Linked DNA regions of Rattus norvegicus: region 1 is linked to region 2. A link is a contact called in public Hi-C data. All regions are on one chromosome and are shown on one strand. Each heading gives the region's core, a stretch centred on a gene start, on an enhancer-like site or on the middle of the called end of the contact. The rest is flanking DNA. Distances are from core to core; before and after follow the strand shown. Region 1 has its middle 44 kb from the start of Trnap-agg75. Region 2 overlaps Sorl1 (sortilin related receptor 1).

Region 1 (5,906 bases), core at 2,494-4,993, 81 kb before region 2:
GTTTTTCTATCCCATTCCCCCGACCCCGGCACCCCCCACGAGGAACAGAAGCATTTTCCCCTCAATGAGAAATGATAATTGCTCATTTTGAAAGAGGGTCATTTATCTCTCATTTCCCAAGTCCAACCAGAGAATCCCTCTGGACTGGAGTCTCAGGAGAGCAGACACTCTCCAGTGGAGGCAAACACCATCTGCCTGCCTCTGCAGTCATGGCTGACAGATGGGGACCCGCAGAACCCCAAATTAGCCAGAAGGATGAGTACCGAAATGGTCCACTTCAGGGTGGGTTTCTGTGATTGATCCTCCTATCTTTTCTGCCACTGTCCCTGGTAACTCATTCCTGGGCCCCACATTAGGAGCACAGTGACACTTTTCCTATGTCACCTCCAGATCCCGCCTGCAGCTACTAGTTCTTCATTTTTCTTGCTGTCCTCATCATAAACAAAGGACAGCTGTTCTCACTTGTGTGAAGCCCTGAGGACCAGCGGAGGGACCGTGGTAAGGGGTAAACAGTTGTCCGACCTTGACTGTGAGTAAACCCCTAGGTAATTAGTCTGCCTCCGTGACCTTGATGAGCTAAACAGAAGGGCATTTCAGTGGAAGAGCGCAGACGTCACCGCTTTATGAGTGGTAGCGACAGGCCTGCTAATCACTGTTTATCTCCGGTGTTTTTCATTTATAAAGTCAGATAAAGTTATAATGGAAGAAAGCCCGAGTCTAGTGAACACATCCCCACTTCCTTCTGCTCCCAACCCCCCATCAACAATAGCAGCACCCGAACTTCATTAATGGGAAAGAGAGGTAAGTTAGTGTATAACCTTGCTGTTTTCTGAAACCTATACAAACAAGGACAATGCGAACCATGCCCAGCTGCTGTCATTTAATGGCTGCGGATTTGTTCTCAGGGACAAAGTGGTTCTTTACCAGTTGATAAACTGAGCAGCGGCAGTCATTGGAAGACCCCAGGGACCTTTTGCCAGTGTCGAGTTCCTGTATGGTTGCACCGTCTGTTGTATCCACAGCTATGCTGTTATTCCAGGACCCAGAGGGGAAGAGAAAGACCAACCTGCTTGATGCCTAAACAGTCGAAGGGAAGCCTACATACAATCTGTTGGGCAGAATGCCCCTCTCCTTTCTCTCCTGCTCTGCAGCATTGCTGCTCCCTTCTGTGTCTCTTTCAAGTTTTCCCCTTCGGGACAGCTCTGTCTTCAGTGTTGTCTTCGGCAAACTACCAAAATAGAATTTATGATTCATTGACCCAGATTATGTCCCTGCTGACAATATCTGCAGAAGTTCTGCTCAACAATGGCTTGCTGACTTTACAAAAAAAGCATACATCACTCCCTGGAATTCATCCGCATAACAAGGCTGACAGGAGAGCAAATTAAGTGTTATCTTCTCCAGAGTCCTTGATGAAGAACACCCTGGTCTTGGCAACTCACTGTGCATTTTTGTCGAACTTCAAGAAAGCGGGATCATTAGAGGGTGTTTTCTGTAAATTGCGGTTAAGTCTGGGGTGTGCATGAGAGACCGTGTTGCTAAAATTTCTTCCCAGGGGGAGGTGTAAGCATGTCTACCCCCTCGCACTAAGGTCCCAAATACAAACTCAGGTACAGATTGGCCTATGTTCACCCAGAGGAACAAAGGACTTCATTGAGCTTCCTTATAGAGCAGCAGTGAGAGGTTTCTTACAGCAGTGTGGGTGTTCCTCTTTCTCCACGCCCAGCATGGGTGGGGACTCCCCTTAGAGACGTAGAGGAGCATCTCAATAGTCTTCCAACCCAGGTGAGCTTCAGGCTTGCTAAGTAGTTGTAAATGAGCTTGAACACCTGCTTCTCCAGTCTCTCTCCCCACTGTTGGGATTTCAGATCTGCACCACCACACCTAATTGTGTAGCATTGGCGATCAAATCCAGGGCCTTTTGCAGGCTAGGTATTCTAATGTCATTATGTTGCTGTGACCAATAACTTGATCAAGGGCAACTTCAGGGAGGAAAGAGTTTATTTTAGCTTGTAGCTCACCGTCCATCATTGAGTGAAATAAAAGCAGGAACTCAGGGCAAGTTTGCTGTCCCGCAGAGCCTTGCCTCTGGAACTCATTCACAGATGAGGAAACAGAGCAGTAACCACGAGCAAATGCTGTTTGCTGGCTAACTTGAAAACCTGTGTTAGCTAGCTAGGTTCTACAGCTCAGGACCAACCTGGCCAGGAAATAGTTCCACCCACAGTAGGCCGGGACCTCTTGCAACTGTTAACAGCCAAGATAGTCCTCATGTAGGCAATTTCTCTCTCAGACGACTGTAGCTGTCAAGTCGAAAGTCTTAAGCTAAAATACTAGGCAGGTACTCTATCCACAGAGCCCCATTCCCTGTCTGAATTTTCACTTTTTATTTATATGAGTACACTGTCACTGTGTACACACACCAGAAGAGGCCATCGGATCCCATTACAGATGGTTGTGAGCCACCATGTTGTTGCTGGGAATTGAACTCCGGACCTCTGGAAGAGCAGTCGGTGCTCTTAACCGAATTTTCACTTTTTAGATCTCCTGTATCACATAAAACATTGGTCAACATGTTACACTTTCTCATTAATGTGTCTTTGGTTGTAGGAGTGTCAATTATGACCCTGATGACAAGGAGGATCATCTCTACCTGTGATTTTTGTGTGTGTGTGAGAAGGGCATACTTTGAGACCACAGAGGGTTATTGCATGCTATTCTGTACAAACACACTAGCGCAGACTCACAACACCAATACGAATTCTGGGAAACACCAGCCCATCATGATCTCTATGCAGTAGGAGAGGCCAGCTATCTCTAGACACAACTTCCTTTCAGGATAATTGCCGCCTTACTGTCCTGGACTCCCCATACATTGGCGTTCATTGAATGCCAACTTTGTGCAGGGTGTGGTTAGGGCCTTGAGAAGCTGCCTGTGATGTCTGAAAGGGGGTGGATTTGCTCATCTCTACCCTGGAATGGCAAATCATCACAACCCACACACAGCTCTGGATGGAGTCCTGGTTGGAGTTCGGAGATTGAATCTGCAATGCAATTACACAGGAGATGAAAACTGCATCGAAGGTCAGATTAAATCGAAGAATGGCAGTCCCCTATGGCCCAACTCTAGGGCCAACAGATCCTTTACAGTTAGGACTCAGGTCTTACTAAATCACCAGGACTTTGAACCTTGCTCCCTGATGAGAAATCAGAGCTCTCCATATTGACTCCAGACTTTAAATCCAGACAATATTTCCCCCTGCCCTATACTGCTCATCCACTGGCCTAGACCCATTCGCCTTCCAGAAAAAGCAGGTTGTGCTACTGTAAAGGAGTCCTAGGAGTCACCTCTGCCCATGGGGCTCTGTGGCCAGTCTTGGACTTAGTATCCCTCCCACCGCCCACCCCCAGACTAGCTTCCTTGTCTATTCAACCTATCCCAATGTCACAGCCAAACATTCACCACTTACTGCGCACCTAGAAGGGCTGTGGAAAAGGCAGAAGGAGATTTAGAGCAGCCTCCTAGCAAGGATTGCCCTACCACATGCTTCTCTGTATGTTACCACTTCAGAGTCCCATCCATGAGGGACCCATGTCAGCAGCCGAGCCCTTTCAAGCCAGAGAGAAAGCTCAGTCCTCCATGACTTAGCGTCAGGCGACTTGAGCAAGGGAACATTTGGTGTGTCCCATATATAGACTCTGGAAGGGCTGAGCTTCCTAGTTTCTGAACGCAGTCATGTTTACTTATGCTGTTTTCTTGGTAGAGTTCCCAGACATGACGGGGCCTGAAGGGAGCTTATTATAGACTCTAGAGAAACTGGCTCCATGGGTCTGATATGCCAGGCCTAACTTGTTTCTTAGTAATTCTGAGGCAGCAGGTACACACGCTACCATTCAGAAACAATCAGTGTACACGGTGGCTGTGGATACGTTAACATCCTCCCTGAATTCTCAGTGCTGACTGTCATTTTGGTTTGCCTGAGTTGACCTGAGATCCACATGAATCCAATGATCGTGGCCAAGACATGGTTTTTCCAAGTGACTGATTCTGTGTACCTTGAATTCAGCCTCTGGATCCGAAGAGTGCAGAGAGCAGAACAGAGCAGAGGCACCTAGTGCAGAGCCGCCGCCATGCATGAGGAGATGCTACAATGAGCTGGCTTGCCCAAATAGTACCCACCAGCCTTGTAAACTCAGGCGGGTGCTGGGGGATTTGATACAGGCCTTGTGCAGGATAAGCACACACTCCAGCCCTGGGCTGGATTCCCAGACGGGCTTCTATTTTGAATCATAGCCATCTGTCTCCTCCAGGACCCTGTTCTCTGGTATGTCTGGTTAAAACATATAGTTCAATATAACAGATACATGCCAAGTATCTCATGATATTTTCTGTGGGCTTTTTTTTTTTGCTTTTGTGTGTGTGTGTGTGTGTGTGTGTGTGTGTGTGTGTGTGTAAAAGTTTGTGTACATGCATACTACAGTGTTCTTGTGGAGGTCTGAGGACAAAACTCTAGAACCCATTCTCTTTTTCCACCATATGGGACCTAGGAATTTAACTCAGACCATCATTCTTGGATGCAAATTCCTTTATCTTCTATTGGCCATCTTTGCATGTGTGTGCGTGTGTATGTGTGTGTGTGTGTGTGCACGAGCGTGCCCGTTTAACAATTACAACTGAGACAAAGACTCCAATCAGAGGACAATAGAGAAGCCAGTGTCATCAATCCATTCATTAATCCTAAACTTGGATTCTGTCTGTGTCTTCCCGCAGATCTCTTTGCATCTAATTATATACCACCAAGAGAAGGGACATCAACTTAATGGCCGCCAGCAGGGAGTGATCACAGAAGCTTCCGTGCACTCACACAATGGAAAATCACGAAGCCCTAAACAAGAACGAGAGCATTTTTTTATGCCTTAGTTTGGGAAATGCCGTATTGAAATAACGTTAATTGGAAAAGTAACCTCAAACTACGCTCTCAACGGCAAAGCATATGTATTTGTTTGTATCAAATCTTCTCTTCCCTTTTTGGATGACAGTGATTTAAAGTAACGTCATTTGCCTCTGAGATGGACTAGCTCACCGGGGAGGAGAGGGGATTCACACAGGAGTCGTTTAAGCTGTGTTCAATGAATCACCTATCCAAACCACTAGGTGGTAAATACACACTGGGCGCAGTGGCTCACCTCTAGGATAGGCTGGAGGAGCAGGAGTTTATGTACCCTGGGCTATAGAAGATGCTATTTCAGAAACTGAAAGTTAAAAGAAGAAAGGAAAAAAAAGAAGATACTGTATTTGTGGACAAGTCTAGGGTCTATATAGACTGAGGGAAACTTGGGAGTCTGCGCGGAGTTAAACTCAAACTTACTTTTATATTTTATTAACAGATTTCTCTCTCTGGTCATATCTCCCCCTATGCTTGGGTCTGGTCTGAATTGCGTGGGCACCGTTGCACAGCTGGAGCAAACAGCTGGGAGGCCTGTCTGGGGAGACATCTGCCTGAGGTGCCTGGTGAGCCAAGGGTGAGGAGGGGTCGTGCTTTGCAGCTCAGGTGCCTCCTGAAAACGACAGCCTTCAGTCAGATCCGTCAGGAGAGGAACCTAGTGCCTGCCAGAGTCCCTTGTCATTTCAATTGATTCAATTGACTTCAAAGTCCCTAATCCTCTGTTTCCCCACCTCTTGACTCTGGGCAAGACTGTGGACTTGATCTGGCCAATTGGATGAATAATGGTGATATATTCTCTCTCTCTCTCTCTCTCTCTCTCTCTCTCGCTCTCTCGCTCTCTCGCTCTCTCGCTCTCTCGCTCTCTCGCTCTCTCGCTCTCTCGCTCTCTCGCTCTCTCGCTCTCTCTCTCTCCCCCCCCACCCCTTCCCTACCCGCCCCCCTGCTTTGGACCTGGGCTGA
Region 2 (5,764 bases), core at 2,001-4,500:
TACCCACGAGGAAAGGAAGGGACAAATTTTTCCCCCCTCCAGGATTATTTTACACTGGAGCGCTCCTGGAACAAGACATACCATTGTCTGGTGACGTTGTTCACCTGGAGGCTGTGGCATGGCAGTGAATGACAGGTAGGGATGATCCTGCCAGTTAGTCAGAGTATGGCTATTGTCCTTCTGGTGTGGCAGGAGGAGACGCTAACCTTCCCCCCCCCCCCCCCCGTCTATGCATCTCTCTGTTATGGCAACCTCACAGCTCTGGTGGAGATGGTAGTGAGATGCCGGGTTTTAGTTCAAGGTCATGCTTTTGCTCCCTCGTCTGTAAGATGTGCAGCGGGACTTTGTCAGCTCCGTGGCTAGCGAGTTCTGTTGAGCACGGGCCACAGCTCCAGCCAACTCCAAGGTCAAGTGAGTGTGCTGACCCCACAGACAGGGTTGTCTTCAGGGAGCTCTCGGATGCTGGATTTCAGTTCTCCTGAGGTAGGAAGTCCAGGGAGTGTAATGAGCTTTCTAAATATAGTGGAGACTTGGTCTGGAAAGGGGACACTGGAAGCCAATTTGCATACCTCACATTTAGGTCGCCCGGTTGGAGAAAAACCTTGTTGTTGGACATGGGCAGTCCATCGTTGGTTTCCGATGGACCCCACCATGGTGTCAGGTACTTTGGTCGGTTGTGGGGTGCGAGGACTCCGGAGATGCTGACTCAGTCCTCAGAGTTGAAGGATGTAAGGGTGTTTGTTTTATATCACTGTTCAATTAAAACAACAACAACAACAACAACAACAAGAAGGACAACCAGTTCTTTGTGTGTCATGGCCAGGGAGGCTGCCTTGTTTGTAACACCTCGAGATGTGTTCTAGGAAGAAGCATGTAGGAGGCATGATGATGTCGAACTGGGGGTGGGGTGTCTAGGACATGGTCAGCCAATGTGAAGGAGGTCATGGCAGAATGGAGAGAGGTGGGGCTCCATCTTCCCGAGTAAGCATCCAAGACCAGACAGGTTTCTTGACAACCCCTCATCCTGTCTTCAGCCCTGCAACACTAATTTCTCCCAGAAGTCCTTGGTATGCTCTCAGAGGTAAGACACGATTAAAGAGCCTACGGGGTGCCTGGCGTCTAGCAGACCTCAGTGCACACTTCATGGGGGTGTACAGCACTTCCTTGTACACCTAGCCATTTATTTCTCCCCTTCTATTTATAACAACTCAGAGCCCAAGGAATGGACAGCAGAAGAGAATCTGCCGCACCCCTCCCCCACATCTGAATAATAAGAATCAAATCTTCGTAGCCTAGGATACCCCTTCGTATCCCTTGGATCCCTAGGGTGTGCTGGGGGACTGAGAGATGGCCAGAGGGCGTGGCGATGTTTGGTAAAGACTTTGAGCTATGCCAAGGAATGCGTGATGGCTGAGAGCCTGCAATCGCTAATGGTCTGGAGCTGAGCCTGTGACGGTCACTCCAGCTGGGGACAGCAAGGTTGATGTGGATGCGGTGACTCTGCAGATGCCGTTTACAGCGCTCTGAAGTATCGCTTTGGCCAGAGACCCTGTCCCCAGCCGGCTTCCATTATGACTCATCTAATCTGCGTATTTTTGGTAGCATCAGGGCTCACTGTGAGCTGAAAGGAAATACGTATTTCCTACAAGTAGGAGGAGCTCCTAGGTATTGGATCTGCACTTGAGGAGTGTAGTGTTCTACATGGGTCATAAAAAACGTTTTTAAAATGAGGTGGAATTTACATTACGGCCATTGAAAATCCAGTGGCATTCGGTACACCCGTGCCTTGTGTGTCTATTATCTCTGTCCGTGTCTGTGACGTTCTCGGCGTCCCAAAGAAAATTAGATATTCCCTCCTCTCCTCTTCCTCAGCCTCCTGGCGGCCGCTCACTTCTCTCTCTCCTCATGGGTTTCCCTGCCCAGGATATTTTATAGAGACTGAGTCATGCAGTGTGTGACCCTTTGTGCCTGGTATGTTGTATTAAAGCAAGGAATTAGCGTCGCATAGAGTCGTCATTAACAACCACGCCAAATTTCAGAAGTCAAGCTTTCTCCCCAGCTCCCCACCAAAGGCCGTGCTGACTCCTCTTCAACCCATCAACAAACACAGTGCTGCCTTCGCTTCTCGATACCTGGAAGCGGGAGACTAGGGCAGATGCATCATCTTCCAAACGAGCCTCAGGCTTTTTATGTGTTTTCCAAAGGCTCATTCATGGGCTACCTTCAGGGGCTTCTGAATAAGTAACTCTGGATGGGACGGACAGGGCTTTTGATCTCGGGCCGTGGCTCTCTAGGTCTCTAGTTTCTAACCAGGTGAATTCTGGGATACCGATCCTGGGCCACATGGCTTCTAGGGTTTTGATTATGGACTCGGGGACCTCTGGGTTTGATATTAGAGTAGCCTCTGGAGGGCTGAACCTCCAGGGCGTTCATCCTAGACCAGGGCCTCTTGGGGTTCCCTTAAACCCTTGCCTGCGAGCCTAGCAGAGGTCCGACAAGCCTACAGATTTAGTTTGTCATCAAAGACGGAGTTTTTCTCGGAGACCCTTGTAGCGTGCAGTCTTACCTTCCCTTCCTCCCCACCCCCACCAGCAGAGGCACTCGGCCCCTCTCTGTTGCCTTTCCGGCCCCAATTAATTGTGTCTCATTTATCAGGCTCCAGCTATGCCCTGCAAGCCAGAGACAAGAGAAGGAAGGTTGTTCACACCCCGGGGTTATGGTTATGACTGACTACACATCAAGGTTATGTTCCTGGAAAAGTCACACTCCCACCTTCTCCCACCCACTGGCAGGCCAGTGTCTCCTAGATCAGCCTGTGGAACTAAGTGGGAGAGGCTGGTGGAACCAGTCTGCAAGCCTGCAGCTGCTGTAGAGGGCAGGTGACAGGGAGAGCTGGCCGCAGCGCGGGCAAACACACTAGAAATCACCAAGGGGATCCAGCCACAGGAATCTGTGGGTTCTCAATGGTGTGGGCTGCCCTGGGGGGCTGTTGGTTTCTTGGCCACAGTCCTCTGGGCACTGCATCCTGCCTTTTCCTGTAGTCCAGCCGTGGACGGGAGGAAAATAGACTGCATGTTGTGACCTTAATAAAATTTATGGCTTGCCTACTTCCCTCTCCTGGCTCCCTTGCCTGTCCTTGGGGTGCATCGATTCCTGCTACTGATTTGGGTCCTGTGCTTTGGAGGAGGGGGGATGGGCACCTGGGCTGCCTTGAAGATTAGTGGTGACTCACCAGGGAGTTATTCTCATGACTGGATGTGCTTGACATCTTTGCCAAGGCAAGGAACTGAACCGTTTGTGCGAGTGCCTGGTGACCCTTGGACACGCCTTTGCTTGCCAGGGAGCCTTCTCTTTCCCTTCGCTGGGCTGCCCTTTTCCAGTCTGCTCTTGGGAATAAAGGGGACATCAGATAGAAAGGGCTTAGAAAAAAGCGCTCCACCAAGCTCACCCCTCAGAGGCCCTCTTTATAAGAACCCCCCCTTGGAATATTTGGATGCCTCTTTTTGTGCCCATTTCATCCCTCATCCCTTAGGATCAGATAACAAAACCTATGTCCTCTGCTACAAAGGCCCCAGCAAGTGCTGTCAGACCTCTTCCCGACTCTGATCCTGTAACACTTTGTAGCCTGTTCAAAGTGTCCTCCGATTGTTAACCCGCCAGAGGGAGGGCTTCGCCCTGTCTTTGAGGATGGCCAGGTTGCATACGGATGGGTCACCTTTTCATCTTAGATCTCATGGGAACTTCAGGCGATTCTCCTAGGTTCCTAACCCCCTTTTCTGAGTGCCATTTACATAGGTGTCTTGTTTGATCTTCTCTGGTTCCTGGGGTGCAGATGGCTTTGTAGGCAAGAGGGTTTTGGCCTGAGTATCTGAGGTGTCTGTGCTGGTGGGCTTCTGAGCCATGAGTATTTCCAGTTTCTTCCTGGAAGCCTAGGTTGGAAGGGAGGGGGAGGGAAGAGAAAGTTACAAGAAAGTTTGAGTTGCAGGGGTGGGAGGGGGCATGGGAGAGTCTCTTAGCTTTTTTTTTTTTTTTGATTTAAATAATTTATTTCTTGTTTTTGATTTGCACATTTCTGTTGATGCTTGCCTGGACATATCTACTGGGAATGAGAAGTGCAGTTCGGAGGGAAATATATCTATTTCTCAAAAATATATACGTATCTCAAGTGTCTTTTTATTTGAAGCGGTCTCTCTTCAGGTACTTTTAAACGTTTGGTTCTTGGATCAAATTAGATGCAGGTGCTTAAAAGCCAAAGCCGGGCTGTTACAGATTAGTTAGCTCCTTGGTGGAGCTGGCTGCCAAGTTTGTGGCCCAGGTGTTTTTCTTCTCCCTTGTGACATCTGAAAGCACCCCCACGGAGTGGGTGGAGGAGGTAAGGAAAGGAAAGGAAGAGGGTGGAGCTGTGAGAGAGGCAGGTTTTCTGCTAGAGCTCTGCAGTCGGAAGTGTGGGCTCACTCAATGTGAACTCCTTAGTCCTAGAGCTAGTGTTGGTGCTGGGCAGATGAGCTCTCCAGGCGCCCGCCGGGTCCCTTAGGCTCCACCTCCTTGCCTGTGGGTCTGAGATGACTCCGGAGGCTGGCAGAGACTAGGCTTGTTTCAGAGTACTCTGAAGGTTTGGGGAGGCCTTCTCCTGTTTCTCAGTGATGCACCCGGAGCTTGTCCGCTTGTCGGTTTCCCCACCGGTTGGGTGACATGTAGAGCTCAAGTGTTCTGAAAAGCAAGTCTTGGAGCTCATGTATGTCCTTGCATTGGTGAACTAAGGCGAGAACACATGGTTTCAGAGCGGTACAGCCACAGGCACAACAGGGAAAGGAGAAAAGGCCACACTGCTAATTTTCCATGTGGTAAGAGTGAGGTGAAAGCAAGTTCTTTGTTCCCTTTTGTTCCCTTCCTCAGTTTTAACAGACAAATCTTGAAAGCTTTCTATCGTCAATAAATATATCCCTCAAATCTGATCAGTTCCAAGGGAGTGTTCCTGATCATTGATTGGCAGGCCTGTCTATTGGTCAGGAACTCAGGCTCTTTCTCTGCTCGCATCTGGGCCATTAGGATCTGGAGTTGCCACCTGTGGATGGGGAAGGACAACAGGGCTGTGTGCTTATTTTTAACTGGCACACACTGGTCTGTGTTCCTGAGGTTCAGTGTGGAGCTGTTTCAGTGTGTGTGCAATGGTCAGATACTTGGTACATCCTCGGTACAGCAGGGAACTGAGAGGCATCCCAGTCAGAGTCAGTCATTTCTTTGCATCGAGAGTATTTAACATCATCTCCATTTTGAGTACAATTAACCGTTGCTGTCAGTGATAGTCATCCTACTGTAATACAGAACTTCTGGTATTTCTTCTGATGGGTGAGATGGCTCAGTGGGTGAAGATGTTTGTGGCCAAGACAGATAACCTAAATTGAGTTCCTGGAACCTACATGGTTGAAGGGAGAGGTCTGACTCCAAGGAAGTTGTCCCGTTCTCTGACCTCCACACATACTGCACTCATGAGCGTGTGTGTGCGTGTGTGTGTGTGTGTGTGTGTGTGTACATGTGTGTGTATGTGTGTGTGTTTGTGTGTGTATGTGTGTGTTTGTGTGCATGTGTGTGTATGTGTGCATGTGTGTGTGTTTGTGTGCATGTGTGTGTGCATGTATGTGTGTATGTGTATGTGTGTGCATATATATGTGTATGCATGTGTTTGTGTGCATGTGTGTGCATGTGTGTGTGTGTGTTTGCATGTATGTGTGTGTGCGTGCTCAAATATAAGTTAAAAAAAAAC

What was found. A called contact is a pair of places that touch in the nucleus more often than the background predicts.
Region 1: a contact with region 2 is called in a Hi-C map of psoas muscle, with 1.6 times the contacts expected there. The contact joins two enhancer-like sites. A contact is called at or near these places in 4 of 12 Hi-C or Micro-C datasets (frontal cortex, liver, mammary epithelial cells and 1 more).

The regions. Positions count from the first base shown.
Region 1 is chr8:51,466,453-51,472,358 of GRCr8, reverse strand. No RefSeq gene overlaps it. Among named protein-coding and RNA genes, the nearest start is that of Trnap-agg75, 44 kb to the right of the region's middle. Within about 2 kb of position 3,743, at least 29 of the 93 cell types and tissues checked have an H3K27ac peak or open chromatin away from gene starts, as enhancers often do.
Region 2 is chr8:51,384,652-51,390,415 of GRCr8, reverse strand. The region is part of intron 1 of Sorl1 (sortilin related receptor 1); the gene reads left to right. Among named protein-coding and RNA genes, the nearest start is that of Sorl1, 14 kb to the left of the region's middle. Within about 2 kb of position 3,250, at least 17 of the 93 cell types and tissues checked have an H3K27ac peak or open chromatin away from gene starts, as enhancers often do.